Regions from separate parts of the Mus musculus genome. Here regions 1, 2, 3 and 5 are each linked to region 4. The links are chromatin contacts, called in public Hi-C and promoter capture Hi-C maps. All regions are on one chromosome and are shown on one strand. The core of a region is the stretch at or near the end of the contact, and the rest is flanking DNA. Distances in the headings are between cores, read along the strand shown.

Region 1 (2,700 bases), core at 111-2,610, 2.2 Mb before region 4:
GACAACTGAGGGGAGGAGAGAAGGCGACAAGCGTTGCTCCGGCAACTTGAGGGGCGGAGCTCATTATGTAACGAGGCCGGGAGGCAATGACCAATGAGATGGCGGCCACGGCTTCTACTGAATGAAAACAAATGCAGCACGTGGGCCCGGCTCTGCAGCCATGTGAGCCCTCCCCAGGCTAAGTCGCTGTGGGTGCCCTGCCTGGAGATGAGTCCCAAGCACCCGACTCCTCAAATGAAGCTCCCCACTGCCGCTGAGGATTCCCCTGTGAACTCTGACCCAGTCACGCAAACCCACCAGCCCGGATCGCCCCACTTCCCAAGACTACCTGGAAGTAGGCTAGAACTGTAGAAAAGGGAAAAGAGACAGGCATACTATAGCTGCAAGGAGTGGGCAAATGGGGACGTGTCCAGAGACTGCTTCAAAATGCTGAGTCTCCCTAAACTCTTCCACTCGCCACTGGTATCCACCCTCCATTTCATCCGTTCTCGGACTGAGGGGAACTCAGGGGGTGCTAGTGATGCGTTTTAGGCACATTCCCAGCCGTAATAACCCTCTTTAGAAATCTTACCTAGTGGCTTTCATCTTAGCACAGTAACAAACACCAGCCAGAGGGAATCCCCAATCCCTTACAAAGTTCCTCTCATAAGCCTTGGATGGAAATGGAGACAGTGACAGAGCAAAGATAAGAATCTCAGTACCTGTGTTGTTATTGGAGTCCAGGGTCGTCATGTCTTCACCAGCTGAAAGCGGTCATTCAAACTGGACCTTGACACAAACTGGAGGTTGTGATGGCCTCTCTCGCCCCCTGGGCAATGGCTGAGGGAGACGAGTGAGCCCCGCAGTTCGCAATCAGGATTCCAGGCACTGAGCAGTAAGGTCTTGGGGTGGCTATACTGCAGCCCTCCAGAAGGGTAGGACGCTGAGGCACCTGAGATCTGATTTGCATGGGAAGAGCAGAGAGTGTGTGTGTGAAGAATCAGCCTGCAGCAGTTCTGGCTATAAGGTAGCAAGGAGAGTCGGGTCTCTGCAGTGCACCGGATGCCACTCCTGAAGGCTCCGCAGTGAAGCAGGGTAATGAATCTGGAGCTCCGGGTGCAAAAGTCCCAAAGGAAGAGAAGCTGCAACCAGGAAGTAAGTAGGTGATGGAGAAATGAGGCACCAGGACGCAAAGAGAGACGTGTGCCCTGCTACGTTTCCTCAGCAGTAATATTTCACTCTGCCAATCTCAACCGCCTTTTGCCCGAGCCTTTCCCTGGGACAGAGGGCTCTGCGCAGGCGCCAGCAGCCCAGGGTTCCCGGGCCGCACGCGGCACTGGAGCAGGTACCATGTGATTCCAGGGAGCGCCTCGTGCCCCAGTGACACACTTTTCCAGCAGCCGGCACGTTGAGATCTGTGCGCCTGCGCACCGCCAGGATTGTTGGGATTTGTAGTCTACTGACAATGTAGGTGGAGTGTGCCTATTCCTTTTCTGCTTTGCAAAAGTGCTTGCTGGCAGCGGGGAGGAGCTGAAAGTGGACTGGGGTGGGGTTTTCTGAAGAGTCAGGGTGGCGTGTTTGGAAAGCCTTGTATGGCAAGGGCATGTGAATTCCTGGGGAGGGCCTGGCAAGCTTTACTGCTCCGTGGAAGATCAAAGCTAAAAGGCCCTTTCTGCAAACCTAGCAAACGTGAGAGCTTCACGTGATTGGAGAACTGACCTCACCCTGAGGTTAGTGGTGACTAGGGGGAGAAAGACAAGCTGGGAGGAGAGATTTCCCTTAAATCAAGAACTTAAGCATCTTTTGCTATGGTGACAAGGTGGGCGACAAGCAGTGTAAATAAAACCCCTTTCTCTTCTTCACCCTAACCCCAGCCCCCACGGGTAGGACTGGCATAGCACGGGGATATCCCTAGGGACTCCCTGTTTGCTTATATGACACCACACTGCCCACTCAAGTGACTTTGGGGTGAGTCATTTCCCTTTGTCTGGGAAATAAAAAGGAGAACAAAGGGAAAGTGCTCTGAGGTCCTCATAGAGAGAGGGGGGTCTGCTCTCTGCAGGGCTTCATGATAGCAGAAGAAGCCCACAGTTTAGGGAGAACATGAGGATCATTTAACTCCCACCCCTCAACTCCCCGAATTGGCAGGGTGTAGTGGCTCGTGCCTGCAATCACCGTCCTTGAGAGGCTGAGGTAGGAGGACTGTCGTGAATTTGAAGCTGACTTGAGCTGCAAAGCAAGCTCCTACTAAGCGAGGAGGGAGTGAGGATCTTCCCTCCTCTTACTGAAGAAGAAAAGGGACCGCCATCTCAGGGACTGGCTCAAGGTCAGGCATTCACTGCTTATTTCTTGTGACCGTCCCGTCCCTGAGATGGCGGATAAATGAGCACATGAAGCACTTAGCATCTCTCTCAGAGCAGCAGTCATCTCAGGAGTGAGAAACACAGAGGCCTGGGGGAAGGGGTCTGTTCTCTGGGGCTTGGGTTGTAAAGAGAGATGGACACGTATCTTCAAGCAGTCGAGTAAGCCCCAGCCACCCTGCTCCTATCTCCAAGTCCTCTGTAATCTCTACACTTGGGGATGGAGGGGGGGTGCTTTTTTTTTTTTTTTTTTAACCTTAAGTCTTTCTCTACTTGCACTTAGGAAGCTCCAGAGAGTTCTGGGAATCCTGGGAAGCAAGCTACCTTGGAGTCAGAGAAAAGCATACGGGGAAACTGAGCC
Region 2 (2,700 bases), core at 106-2,605, 2.2 Mb before region 4:
TCTCAAAAAACAAAAGAAAGTAGGATCCAGAGCAGGATTACAGGTATTGTCCCCTCATAGCCTGCATCTGGGGAGGCTGAAGCTGGTGGGTCCCGAGTGATGAAAAGGCTAGCTTGAGGTCATAGATTTTCTTAAAAAAAAAAAAAAAAAAGAAAAAAGAAAAAAAACATCCCAAGCTGGATTCCGACCAAACAACTAAAGGACAAAGTGGCATGCTATCCTTGTCCTTATTTAGACACTCAACTTGGCAGTCTTGCTGCACCATTTTAGATTGTGATGGATAAGATTCTTATGCCTTTCACACTTATTAAATCATGCATCCTCCATTTTGAGTTCAGGCAGTTGTTTCTGGAGCTGAACTCCATGATACATTTGGCCACCTGTCACCAGTTGAATCAGTCCCTGCAGACAGTCATGATTCCTTGGAGTCTCATACTGTTTATAGATCTGGTAAGCAGTGGGGACCTTTAGCTATTTATGAAAACAGCTCAGAGTCCTCTTAACTCATCTATTTGATGTATATTAACAATATGCAGTAATAAATTAGCTTACAAACTATATGTTGCTGCAAGGTAGTTGTGCTGAGTTTTCTTTCACTGCTGATAAATGCATACCCAAAGCATTCTCTGTAGAGTAACAATGCACCAGGATTTGAAACTAATACCTCGAGACATTGAAGGGGCAGAGAGGGTCCAAAACTAGCCTCTTAACTAGTCAAGGGTGATCCAGCTCTGATGTTTTAAAAGCATAGTAAGACTAGTGTCCTTCCAACCTTCAGTTCTCAAAATGAGATAACTAGGTTAGGAAGACACATGGAGAAAGGAGATTTTGAATACACCCAGGAAACACCGCAATACTAAGTTCTGTCCCCACTGCAGTTTCTCCTTTCCCCTAAATTTAGACTGAGGTGAAGAGCTGGCAACTGACGCAGGACTAAAGGCTTTTTCACCTGGACTCGTGATTTTTAACCATGCGAAGGAATACAGTAAAATGTTCTGTATAGAATTCAGGGGAAAGCGAGCAATGGAAAACGAAAATCATGCAATTGCTCCAACGTCGCACTGGAGCTAGAAGAGCTCGAAACCCTCCCCAAGGAAAGTCCAAGATGGCCGAGCTAAGAACCCGAAGAGGATGCAATAGCCCCGCTCCCAGGCGCCCTCCGCCCGCCGGGGCTAGGGGTGTGGGGGTGTGGGGAAATAAAGCGCTAGGCCACGCCTCCTTACATCACCGACAGACGTCATCTCGCTCTCCAGAAAACGTGCCGCAGGGTGCAGGCCCCGCCCCGCGGAAAGAAGGGCGGCCCTCCCTGGACGTGAAGCACGCTGGGACTCCGGAGTCTCGAGCTTCCCGGCAGCCTCCGCGGCGGGCGTGGTGCGTAAGGAGCTGACCAGCGGTGGCCGTTCTCCGTAAGATGGCGGACCGGCGGCGGCAGCGCGCTTCCCAGGACACGGAGGACGAGGAATCCGGGGCTTCGGGTTCCGACAGCGGCTCTCCGGCGCGGGGCGGCGGCAGCTGCAGCGGGAGCGTCGGAGGCGGCGGCAGTGGCTCGCTGCCTTCTCAGCGCGGCGGCCGCGGCGGGGGCCTTCACCTGCGGCGGGTGGAGAGCGGGGGCGCCAAGAGCGCCGAGGAGTCTGAGTGTGTGAGTGAGCGGCGGGCGGTCCAGGGCGGCGACCCGGCAGGGGGCGGGCTGGAGATGCTGTGAGATGCCGGGCCTCCTCTTAGAGGGAAAGAAAGGTTGTCCCGCTGCGAATCTGCATCCACCCAGAGCCCCGGGGAAGGAGGACTGGGTGGTTTCTGAGCTCAGGGCGTGCAATGTTTACACGGAAACTGGGGCTGGGATGTAGAGAACCGCCATTCTCGATGTGACTTCTGAAGATTTATCTTGCCCCATATTCCTACCCAACCATCTGTGTTGATTCTTCAGTCGTCCCTCACGGTTATCTGCGGGTGGGCTCCCCGCGTCTGGAAATCACCAACTCTAACCTGTGTGATCTTCTTCCTCCCAGGAGAGTGAAGATGGCATGGAAGGAGATGGTGAGTAATTTTACTTTATCTTGAATTCTTGTGGATGTAAATTAAGGCCATGTATATCTTACACTGGGTCTTTCTCGGTTTGTTAGGGGTTTTTGGAGAGCGTTCCCCGGGAGTGGCGTTTGTGTCATGGTGATGATGAGCATGCTTGTTTGGTTTGGTTCCTTTTTGGAAGGTGACAGATTGAGTGCACTGTGGTGACTTAGAATAACACCTGACAACAGCATAGTTTTTCGTCAGTGTGGTCCCAAAGTTCTCCATCTGTCAACAGAAACTATAATTTTATCTGCCCCAGAAAGTTGCTGCGTCCACAAATTAAGTGAGGATGTTTGCCTGGCCCAAAACGAACTGTCAGAAATGTAGTAACAAACGTTTATGTTATTACATATCACATAATTTGTCTTTTCCTTTCAGCTGTTCTTTCCGATTATGAAAGTGCAGAAGATTCAGAAGTGAGTGTGATAGATTCTTTTTCCTTATGGCGTAAGTCAGAAAATGTCTCTTTAAAAAAACCTCTAGCTGTGTGGTACAAAAATTCCCTGACTTGCTTCTCTTATACATTCTTCTCGTGTGCTTTTAAAAGTCTGTTAGAAGTCTGGTGATGGTGGCACATGTCTTTAATTCCAGCCTTGCCCGGTTAATGACTGCAACTTGAAGCCACACCTCTTG
Region 3 (2,700 bases), core at 20-2,519, 2.1 Mb before region 4:
TCCCTTGCGTCCGACCTCTGGACAGAGTGTCCCACGGACCTGAGCTGTGCTACCTACCTTCCAAGGCCGCCAGAGCAAAGCCACAGAGAGACAAGCAGATATTCTAGTTCTAGGCCCGGTTCAGACACCCATGCAACCGTGGACAAAATCCCATATGGGCCTCGGACCTCCTGTTCTTAGTCTGAAAATCCGGACATCGGATTAGACTGAGCGTCCCCAGGGTGGAGGCCTGGGTGTGTGGCACTTCCCTTGCCAGTGGGATGTCCTGTGGGGGGCAGTTGCCACTTCTCTGCCCGGGAACTCGGGTGAGGTAGGCACTGCATAGTGGACTCACCCTCCTCCAGTGCAGTGTTAGAGGTGGAAACCTTAACCTCCGGCTGGCCCGGAGGGGGCTTGTGACAGTTGGGAATTGAGGTCTGGAGATGGAGTGTGGTTCAGATCCTGTCCTCCTGGAACATGTATGAACTGCCCTCGGCCCTCAAGTGGGTCTTCTAGAATGGAGAGCGACTCCAGGCCGTCCAAAGAGCTGGCTTGGGGTGACCATATTTCTAGCTACTCGAAGGGATTCAGTTGAGCTAGAAATTTCCTCTAACCTACTCAAGCCGGAGAGGTGTTTGGGAAAGAAGGATGTTCTATGGAGAAGACGGTCTTCCCTTTGTACTTCGGCTTTACAGATGAGAAATACTAAGGTCCAGAGGAGCCAAGTGTTTTGCTCAAGGTCAGATAGCTTTCAGTTTCAGCTGGCCCCGGAGGATTGTGATTAGGAGAGACAGAGACTTGACAGCTGGGGCAGGAGTCAGTGCGTTCTCCATATTACACCACCTCCTTTCTTCCCAGGTTTGGTAGGTGTGTGTGATGTGTGTGTGTCTCTGTGAGTGTGGGCGTGTAGCGGGGTGGGGGGTGGGGAAAGGGAGTGTGTGTAGGATCCCGCACCCTGAGGTTCGTTCACCGCCGAGTCGTAATTTATTCTTTTCTCTGAACTTCACACCGCCCCCCCCCCCACACACACACACCCCGAATCTCTTTCTGGCGTGTTGAGGGAGGGATTCTCCCAGATTCCCACGGTCCGGCCACTAGCTGGAAGCGTCTCCTTTAAGACTCGCCCTTCCCTGGGTCTATTAAGGAGAGAGGGGCGGGTGTGAGCATGAGGACCCGCCCCCGGTTAGTGATTGGCCCGTGGCATGCAGGGGCGGGCCTGCGGCAGGGGGGCCTCCCTCCCACCCCAGCTCCATACCCTCCGCCCCCCCCAGTCTAGGGCTCCGGGTAAAGTTTCAGCCTCTGCACGTGACTCGCCATGGCCGCTGCCGTCGCCCCGCGCCCCTGAGCTGCGGCCCCCCGGACGGCTCCTCTCGGAGGACCCCACACCCCTGACGCCGGGCAGCGCCGCGGCGCCTGCTTGGGGCAGACCCTGTGCCCGCAGACACGCAGACGGGTTGCATCCCCTCGCTTCGAGGTAACCTCTCCCCTGGAACCCTGGGGAACCCTCGATTCTCTCACACTTCGGGGCCCGGTGGCCCACTCTGGATGGGAACTGCGGGCGGGGACTGGGTGCCCGGCAGTTTCGACGGGGACCTGGGGTTTCCTGGACTTCCCAGCCTGCCGCTGGCGTGTCCGGGGTTGGGGAGCCCCGTCTGCGCCGCGTCTTCGCGCGCACAGCCTTGAGGCTTCTGCGGCCGCCTGCCGCGCGTGTCCTCGGCGCTCCAGTCGTGGCGGATCTACTGCTGGGAACTCTCTTTTCTCTTCAAACCCAAACCAAACAAAAAGACTTCTTGAAACCTGTTTGGGGAGAGATCAGATGCCCAACGGACTAGCCCCCTCCTACTCTTTCTCCTGTTACCTGAGCCGCCCTGTGGTTTGGGGAGAATCAGCCAGGGGCCCACCCCCACCAGAGGGAACTGGCTGGGGGGGCGGGGCCCGCTCAGCTGGTGTCTCGGTTGGAGTGTGGGGGAGCCGTCAGAATTGGGTGCGGGAGCCAGAGCAGTTGGGTGAGACGCGCCTGAGTTTTGTGTTACTTGGGGCTTGTGGAAGCCTTTTGGGGTGAGGGAAGGACAGAATAGACTGGCCGACCTTGCTTCGCTGAGGATGTCTGGGATTTAGTGCCACCCACGAGGCTTGGAAGCTGCTAGCCAGATGTGTGTATGTTGAGGGGTGGTTGGCAGATCAGTTTAACTGTGTCTCCTTTTCTCTCTGGGCACTGCCCTGCTGTCTTACTGTTCGTGGGAAAGGGGGACAGATTCCCCAGTGTGCAAGGCTGGGGGTGGGGGCTAGCTCATATGGAAATAATTTAAAAAGCAACAACAACAACAACAAACTGAGTCTTGGGAAGTTTCTTGCCCTGCCCCTCCACTATTCATCCCGTCTTGGATAGGATGCCCAGCATGCTGGCATGGAAGGGATGGTACCCCTTGCTCCTTACCTGATGCCAGCTCCCGATGTTGCAGCCAGATGGCTACCTTCTACCTGTGGACCGTGTGCACATGTATGTGTGGATGTTTTCCAACAGAATTGCTACCCTTTGCTCTCAGTTCTGCCCTTGATCACCCCATCAGCCCGGGGATGGGACTCAGATTTGTCATCTTTTATCTTCACAAGGCAAAACTTGGGGCACGCGAGTGGGGGAGTGGCGGGGGAGGATATTATCCAGTAAGGACTCTGATGTCCTGTGAGGAAATTAGGGTTCAGACCCCCAAACTCCTCTTA
Region 4 (2,700 bases), core at 136-2,635:
GGGGTTAAAGAGAACCAACTCCCACTAAGTTGTTCTCTGACCTCCATAATAACTATTATTATTATTATTATTATTATTATTATTGGACCTCTAAGAGGATGTACTTTCAGGGAAACCACGGCGTGGGGTGTAGAAACAACTCAAGTGAACTATAGTCCGGGATAGGCTTTCTTACAGGTAGTGTATGAAACACTTGTTTGCGGTTAGGAAGCAGCTGACTCTGAGGTTAGCTTTTTTTTTCTAAGTCTACGAGGAAGGAAGTGACAGTCATTGTGAAATACTTGGCAGGATTTCAATTGTGGGTCCCTGCCTGTAGAAGGAGCTTCAGAATGTGAAAACCGTAAAGCCTAGGTCTCAGAAATGCTGCTTCTCGAGAGAATTGTAATGAAGCAATACCTTCAATTACCATGTGCAGTAGAAAAATTCAAATAAAATGTTCACTGTGTCCATCATTTTGTTCGGGCTCACAAAACACGTTTTGTAATACTTCTGCCAAGCAGATAAAAATTATCAGTACAAGTTGCTTTTTTTTTTTTTTTTAAATCCGAAATACCTCCTTCACTACACTTGAATCTCAATGAGTTCCGCCACCCACAGAGACTGACTGACCAGTTCTCCAAGTTCCTCCTGATGTTTCTGCTGACTCCCTACTCTTCTTTAATTGGGGGGAAAGGACTCTATCAATATTTAGAAAAGGAGCTTTAAAAAAAAAAGGTAGGTATTATTTTGCATTCAAAAGATATATGAGGAACTGAAAACTCCTACGTGGTCAGATGGGTTCACAGAAACCTAGTAAGCAAGATAAAAATAATTACTTTGTCAACATGTGGTCTTCCGGGGATTTTTTTTTTTTTTCCAATTTGGATAAGTGTAAATCCTAGGTAGCTGCTGGAAGAATGAATCCGATACTTTGTAAGTGGACGAGATCCTATGTCTCTAATATAGGACTTATCTTAAGTCGCTCTCCAGTCTGGGGCTCAAATATTTTCAGAGGTCTAAGAACGACATAGGATGCGTATACGTAAAGAAGACTAGCTTTGAGGCTCCCTTCAAGCTCTCAGATCATTCTATAATGTGCCCATTTCTTTCATGCTGCTTTCTCCAAGAAAAAGTTGTGAATTGGTTCTCTGGAAAGTAGAGATGGCAGGTAACCTTGCTCCGAGGATAATAGAGAGAAAGGATTCTGATGGGCTCAAAAGGCAAACACTTCAAAAGTCACACGCCCAGCCCAGATGACTTCCAAACTGGGATAGAAATCACAACGCCGGAACAAAGATGGCGACTGCACACCAGGACTCGCCCGAGCCCCATAGACTCTGCACTGCGGCAGCAGGGGAGAGGCAGCATCCTATTGGTCAACTGAGATGAAATCATCTCGGGGGCGGGACTCGACGGTGGCGTGGGGGCGGAGCCTTGCTTGCGTACGCTGGTCGGCGACTCTGCTCAGCCTGAGCCGGGGTCGCTTTGCTGCGGCGGCTGCGGTCGCGGCGGCGGCGGAGCCGGCGAGAGGTGAGCTGGGGTTGTAGAAAGAGCGCTTCCCCGAGTGGCTTTCGAGGGGACGTGGAGCGCACTCGGATACCTCGGATGCTTGTCAGAAGAATTAGCCAGGATCTTAGGTCTCTGAGAAAAATATGGGGGGCTCATCTCCCTCTTCGGACACCCTTCCTGTGGGCAGAGGAACTGGAGGGCCACTGCTCAGGAATGACCCGGGAGAGGAGGAGGCGAAAGGACAGAAGAGATCGGATAGGCAGAGTGATCTGGGGGGATTTCTTAAAGGGTCTTACAATTTGGGGATTTCTTCCCTAACCAGGAGACAGGTTATGCCTGGTCCAGAAAATTTCTGCGCTCTCACTGTGCAGCTTAGAAACGAAGAGGTGAACGACAAATGCTCCCTGCTAGAAAGGGAGGATTGGAGAATCCGAGCGAGAGTCCTCCTGGGAGGACCTTGGGTTTGGATCACCCTTTTGCAGAATTACTTTCTTCGTACTTCATTTCGCGACCCCTGGAAACCGCTTTTCCAAATTCGTATTGTGTTTGGTTTCAGTGGGGGTAGAGATAGTCTTGGAGAGGCCTGTAATCATGAAGGAACAGGAGGAGGGCGGTAACTCACTGGAGGCTGTCAGCCCTGTCAGCCCTGTCAGCTATGCCTGTCAGACATGATTTCATTTATTTTGAGGTTGTGGCATCTATCCTCGTTCAAGGTGGAAAGGACTGGTTATAGCTTATGTGGGTGATTCATATTCTTAAGTCAACCCACATAATCTCTTGAGAAATGCTTGCTTTTAGTCGAGTGTGTTATTTTGCTCTCCTTGAACACCTAATGCCGAAAGGATTTGTTTTTCGGGTTCCTCAAAATGTCTTCCTGCCTTCCCGAAGGGCAAATCTTCTCGGAAACATCAGTCTTATCTATCGATTAACATGGAATTTGCATGACGTTACGACATTAAAAGTGATGCAGTGCATGATGATCTGTTGAGGATAGATACTGCAGATGCTGCTGTACCGAAGCTGAGCGGGGAGCTTATCGCGAATAAATAATTGCATTTTCAGTACCACTGATAGCGCCAGCTGCTGACCTGAACGGAAGCCTTCAGGCTCCTAGGAGAGACTTGACAGATAGAAGAAGGCAGTTGTCTTTGAGGATGGGGATGAGTCGCAGGAAGCTGCAGAGGTGGAAGGCTTTTCCTCCGGCTTGTTAAA
Region 5 (2,700 bases), core at 25-2,524, 2.1 Mb before region 4:
GAATTTCTCTGTGCAGTCCTGGCTGTCCTGGAACTTGCTCTGTAGACCAGGGTGGCCCCCAGCTAAGAGATCTGCCTGCCTCTGCCTCCTCTGAGCTACAGAGCCCAGCAAAATTCTACTCATCTTGCAGGGGCTAGTTCAAACCATTTACAAATCTCTTCTCATTCTTCAGCAGGAATTCATCACTCCTGTGACATCCCGGCACATGTCACAACTCTAATCGCACACTGACTTGGACGTCAGCTGTCTGTTTACATGCCAGCCCGCATGAGCACCATACACCAGCATGGTGAGCTCCCGGAGGGCAGAAGCTGTCTGCTTGAGTCACATCTGGAACCATCCCCAGGTACAGAGCTCAATGAATGGCCCAAAGCAAATGTTCAATGTGACATTTAGCACTAGTGGGTGGGGCAGAACAGAGGGAAAACAAAAATAATAACAGGCTATGGCTTATCACATGCTTTCCCATTCATTCATTACCTGATGAGCCTTCAAGCACTGTGAGAAAGGACAAACACTATGAGGTAGCTGAGACCCACGAACACACAGTTAGTGAGTGGGGATTAAGTGCTAGCTGATATTGGCCTTTTACTTGAGGTTCAGCCCTGGTCACTGGGTTGACTGGATGGAGAAGCAGTGAGACATAGGGTAGCAATGGGGTTGCTTGGTGTGGTGGCGAGCTTTGTGTATGAAGATGAGATCCTTAGTCATCGGCAACAGAGTTAAGCAATGGAAACCAGCAAGCGACAAGGACTCCCCTCTCTCATCCAAGCACCTATAGAGGAGTTCACAACACCATGCCTCAGCCTACCGAGCTGGGGATCACTAGTTAAGTGGTTACAACGACCTAACCAATGACCTGCTAGAAGAAGCTCGCCTCTCTGTTGCTATGACAACCAGAGCTTGTCTGTTGGGCCTCTTCAAGGGTACTCTAGACCATATTAGGGCTTATGGTGTGTGTGTGTGCGCGCAAAAAAATAAACACGAAAGAAAACATACTTGAGATACATCAGTTAGCTCACTGGTTCTCTACCTGCGCAATTTTAAAGGTCGAGACGCTCAGGCCGCATCCAACCAATTAAATAAGCATCTCATGGACCGAATCCTGGCATCACTCGTTACTGAAAGCCTCGCAGGCGGCCCCAGTTGCAGTCCCAAGATGCAAACGGGACTTCCAACTGCGGACTCGCGACCTTCTCAAGATGGTGGCGCTCCGCCCCCACGTGCGCCGGTAGAGGGCAGGCTTCCCTGAGCGCATGCGTCCCGCGGCCCTCGGCCCTCGGCTCCCTCCTCCTTTTCCCCCGCCTCCATTTTGTTCGCGGACGCTGGGGACGGTGGGAGCGGATCCATTTCCGGGTTGGTAAAAGGGGCGGCGGCGAGAGAGAGAGAGAGAGAGAGAGAGAGAGAGAGAGAGAGAGAGAGAGAGAGAGAGAGAGAGAGAGAGCGAGAGAGAGCGAGAGAGCTTGCCGCGGGGCGAACGAGCAGGACTAAACCAGGACTGAGGTGACGGAGGATTCGCTCCCGGAGCAGCCCCCCGCCGAGTGGGAAAGACGCCGGGGCGGCTGAGCCCGCCGCTGAGGTGACCTGCGGACCTGAGTGGGAGGGAGAGCCGGGAAGGGGGGACTGTGGTGGGGGGGGGGAGGGACACCGGAGGAGGGGCCTGATGCGGAGAGGGGGTCCTGGGGGCGGGGCCTGGAGACCCTGGAGAGGGGGCGTGGGCCATCCGAGTGGAGGGCGGCGGGGACCGACTGAGCAAATGGGCAGGAGGGAGGTTTTTTGAGAGACAGGAAATTAGAGATCCTGAAGGGTTGGGTGAGGTGAGTAAGACTGGCAACTCTGGGTGAGGTAGGAGGGGAGCCGTGCGCGGAGGGGGAGATGGGGAAGGGAGGACCTGTTGGGGAAAGGTAATTATTGGCAGGATGCTCTCGAGTTTAGGAGGATCGGTGTGACGTTTCGGGATTGATCGGGGTGAGGAGGAGGATTGAGAGCGAACGTGTTTACACTGGGGGAGATGTTGAGAGTGTGGGATGAGAGGGAGTCGGAGTGATGTTCTGAGATGCTCTTGGAAGCACCTGCAGTTGAAGGATCCCTGTTGGAGCGGCGTGAAATTGAGGGAAGATGAAAATCTGAAGGCGCTCGCTAGACGTAGGCTGTGTGTGCGGTCGAGTTACTGATTAGGAAGGCATATTCTGGAAGGATAATATTGAAACGAGGAGCTGGAGGAAGCTGGTGTGCACTGGAATCTACCTCTGTCCCCGCTTCTGCTGGCCTTTAAATCCTGATCCACCTGCTACATCTGATCCCTGAAATTCTTCTTTCTTTTTCTCTTTCTCTTTCTTTTCTTTTCTTTCTTTCTTTCTTTTTTTTTTTTGAGACACTTTGTCTGTGTAACCCTCACTGTCCTGGAACTCAGAGTCTGTAGACCAGATTGGCCCGGAACTCACAGTGATCCGCTGGCCTCTACCTCAGAGGGAGGCGTGGGCCACTATGACTGCCCAGCCCCGTAAACTATATTTGTTTGTTTGTTGTTTTGTTTCTTTCAAGACAGGGTTTCTCTCTGAAACAGCCCTGGCTGTTCTAGTGCTCACTATGTAGACTAGGCTGGTCTTGAACTCGCAGAGATCTACTTGCCTCTGCCTCCTGAGTGCTGGGATTAAAGGTGTGTGCCACTACCACCCAGCTATCTTAATATATTTTTTA

The links. Promoter capture Hi-C pulls out the DNA fragments that hold promoters and counts their contacts. Hi-C and Micro-C count contacts between places; a contact is called where the count stands out from the background.
Region 1: a promoter capture Hi-C map of liver shows a contact between it and region 4, with 5 times the contacts expected there. The contact joins the promoter of Nr1d1 here to the promoter of Atp6v0a1 in region 4. A contact is called at or near these places in 2 of 39 promoter capture datasets (liver and pre-B cells) and 1 of 115 datasets of contacts at active chromatin or transcription factors (astrocytes).
Region 2: a promoter capture Hi-C map of pre-B cells shows a contact between it and region 4, with 3 times the contacts expected there. The contact joins the promoter of Casc3 here to the promoter of Atp6v0a1 in region 4. A contact is called at or near these places in 3 of 39 promoter capture datasets (hippocampal neurons, pre-B cells and second pharyngeal arch cranial neural crest) and 1 of 484 Hi-C or Micro-C datasets (B cells).
Region 3: a Hi-C map of B cells shows a contact between it and region 4, with 6 read pairs. The contact joins the promoter of Rara here to the promoter of Atp6v0a1 in region 4. A contact is called at or near these places in 1 of 39 promoter capture datasets (pre-B cells) and 1 of 484 Hi-C or Micro-C datasets (B cells).
Region 5: a contact with region 4 is called in a promoter capture Hi-C map of hippocampal neurons, with 7 times the contacts expected there. The contact joins the promoter of Wipf2 here to the promoter of Atp6v0a1 in region 4.

What each region holds. Positions count from the first base shown.
Region 1 is chr11:98,774,017-98,776,716 of GRCm38.p6, forward strand. It overlaps Nr1d1 (nuclear receptor subfamily 1, group D, member 1), which reads right to left and starts at 1,361. Exons shown (of 8, transcript NM_145434.4): 1 at 702-1,361. The coding sequence starts at 732. It overlaps Gm31862 (a long non-coding RNA gene), which reads left to right and starts at 1,395. Exons shown (of 4, transcript XR_880204.3): 1 at 1,395-1,798; 2 at 2,623-2,700.
Region 2 is chr11:98,808,453-98,811,152 of GRCm38.p6, forward strand. Casc3 (cancer susceptibility candidate 3) reads left to right here and starts at 1,356. Exons shown (of 14, transcript NM_138660.2): 1 at 1,356-1,639; 2 at 2,007-2,034; 3 at 2,446-2,483. The coding sequence starts at 1,412. Gm12359 (predicted gene 12359) reads right to left here and starts at 1,637. Exons shown (of 3, transcript NR_033551.1): 1 at 1,224-1,637.
Region 3 is chr11:98,936,427-98,939,126 of GRCm38.p6, forward strand. It overlaps Rara (retinoic acid receptor, alpha), which reads left to right and starts at 1,270. Exons shown (of 9, transcript NM_009024.2): 1 at 1,270-1,453. Gm46294 reads right to left here. Exons shown (of 3, transcript XR_003949771.1): 2 at 1,498-1,776; 3 at 837-1,115.
Region 4 is chr11:101,008,056-101,010,755 of GRCm38.p6, forward strand. Atp6v0a1 (ATPase, H+ transporting, lysosomal V0 subunit A1) reads left to right here and starts at 1,386. Exons shown (of 22, transcript NM_016920.4): 1 at 1,386-1,509.
Region 5 is chr11:98,862,324-98,865,023 of GRCm38.p6, forward strand. Wipf2 (WAS/WASL interacting protein family, member 2) reads left to right here and starts at 1,275. Exons shown (of 8, transcript NM_197940.2): 1 at 1,275-1,579.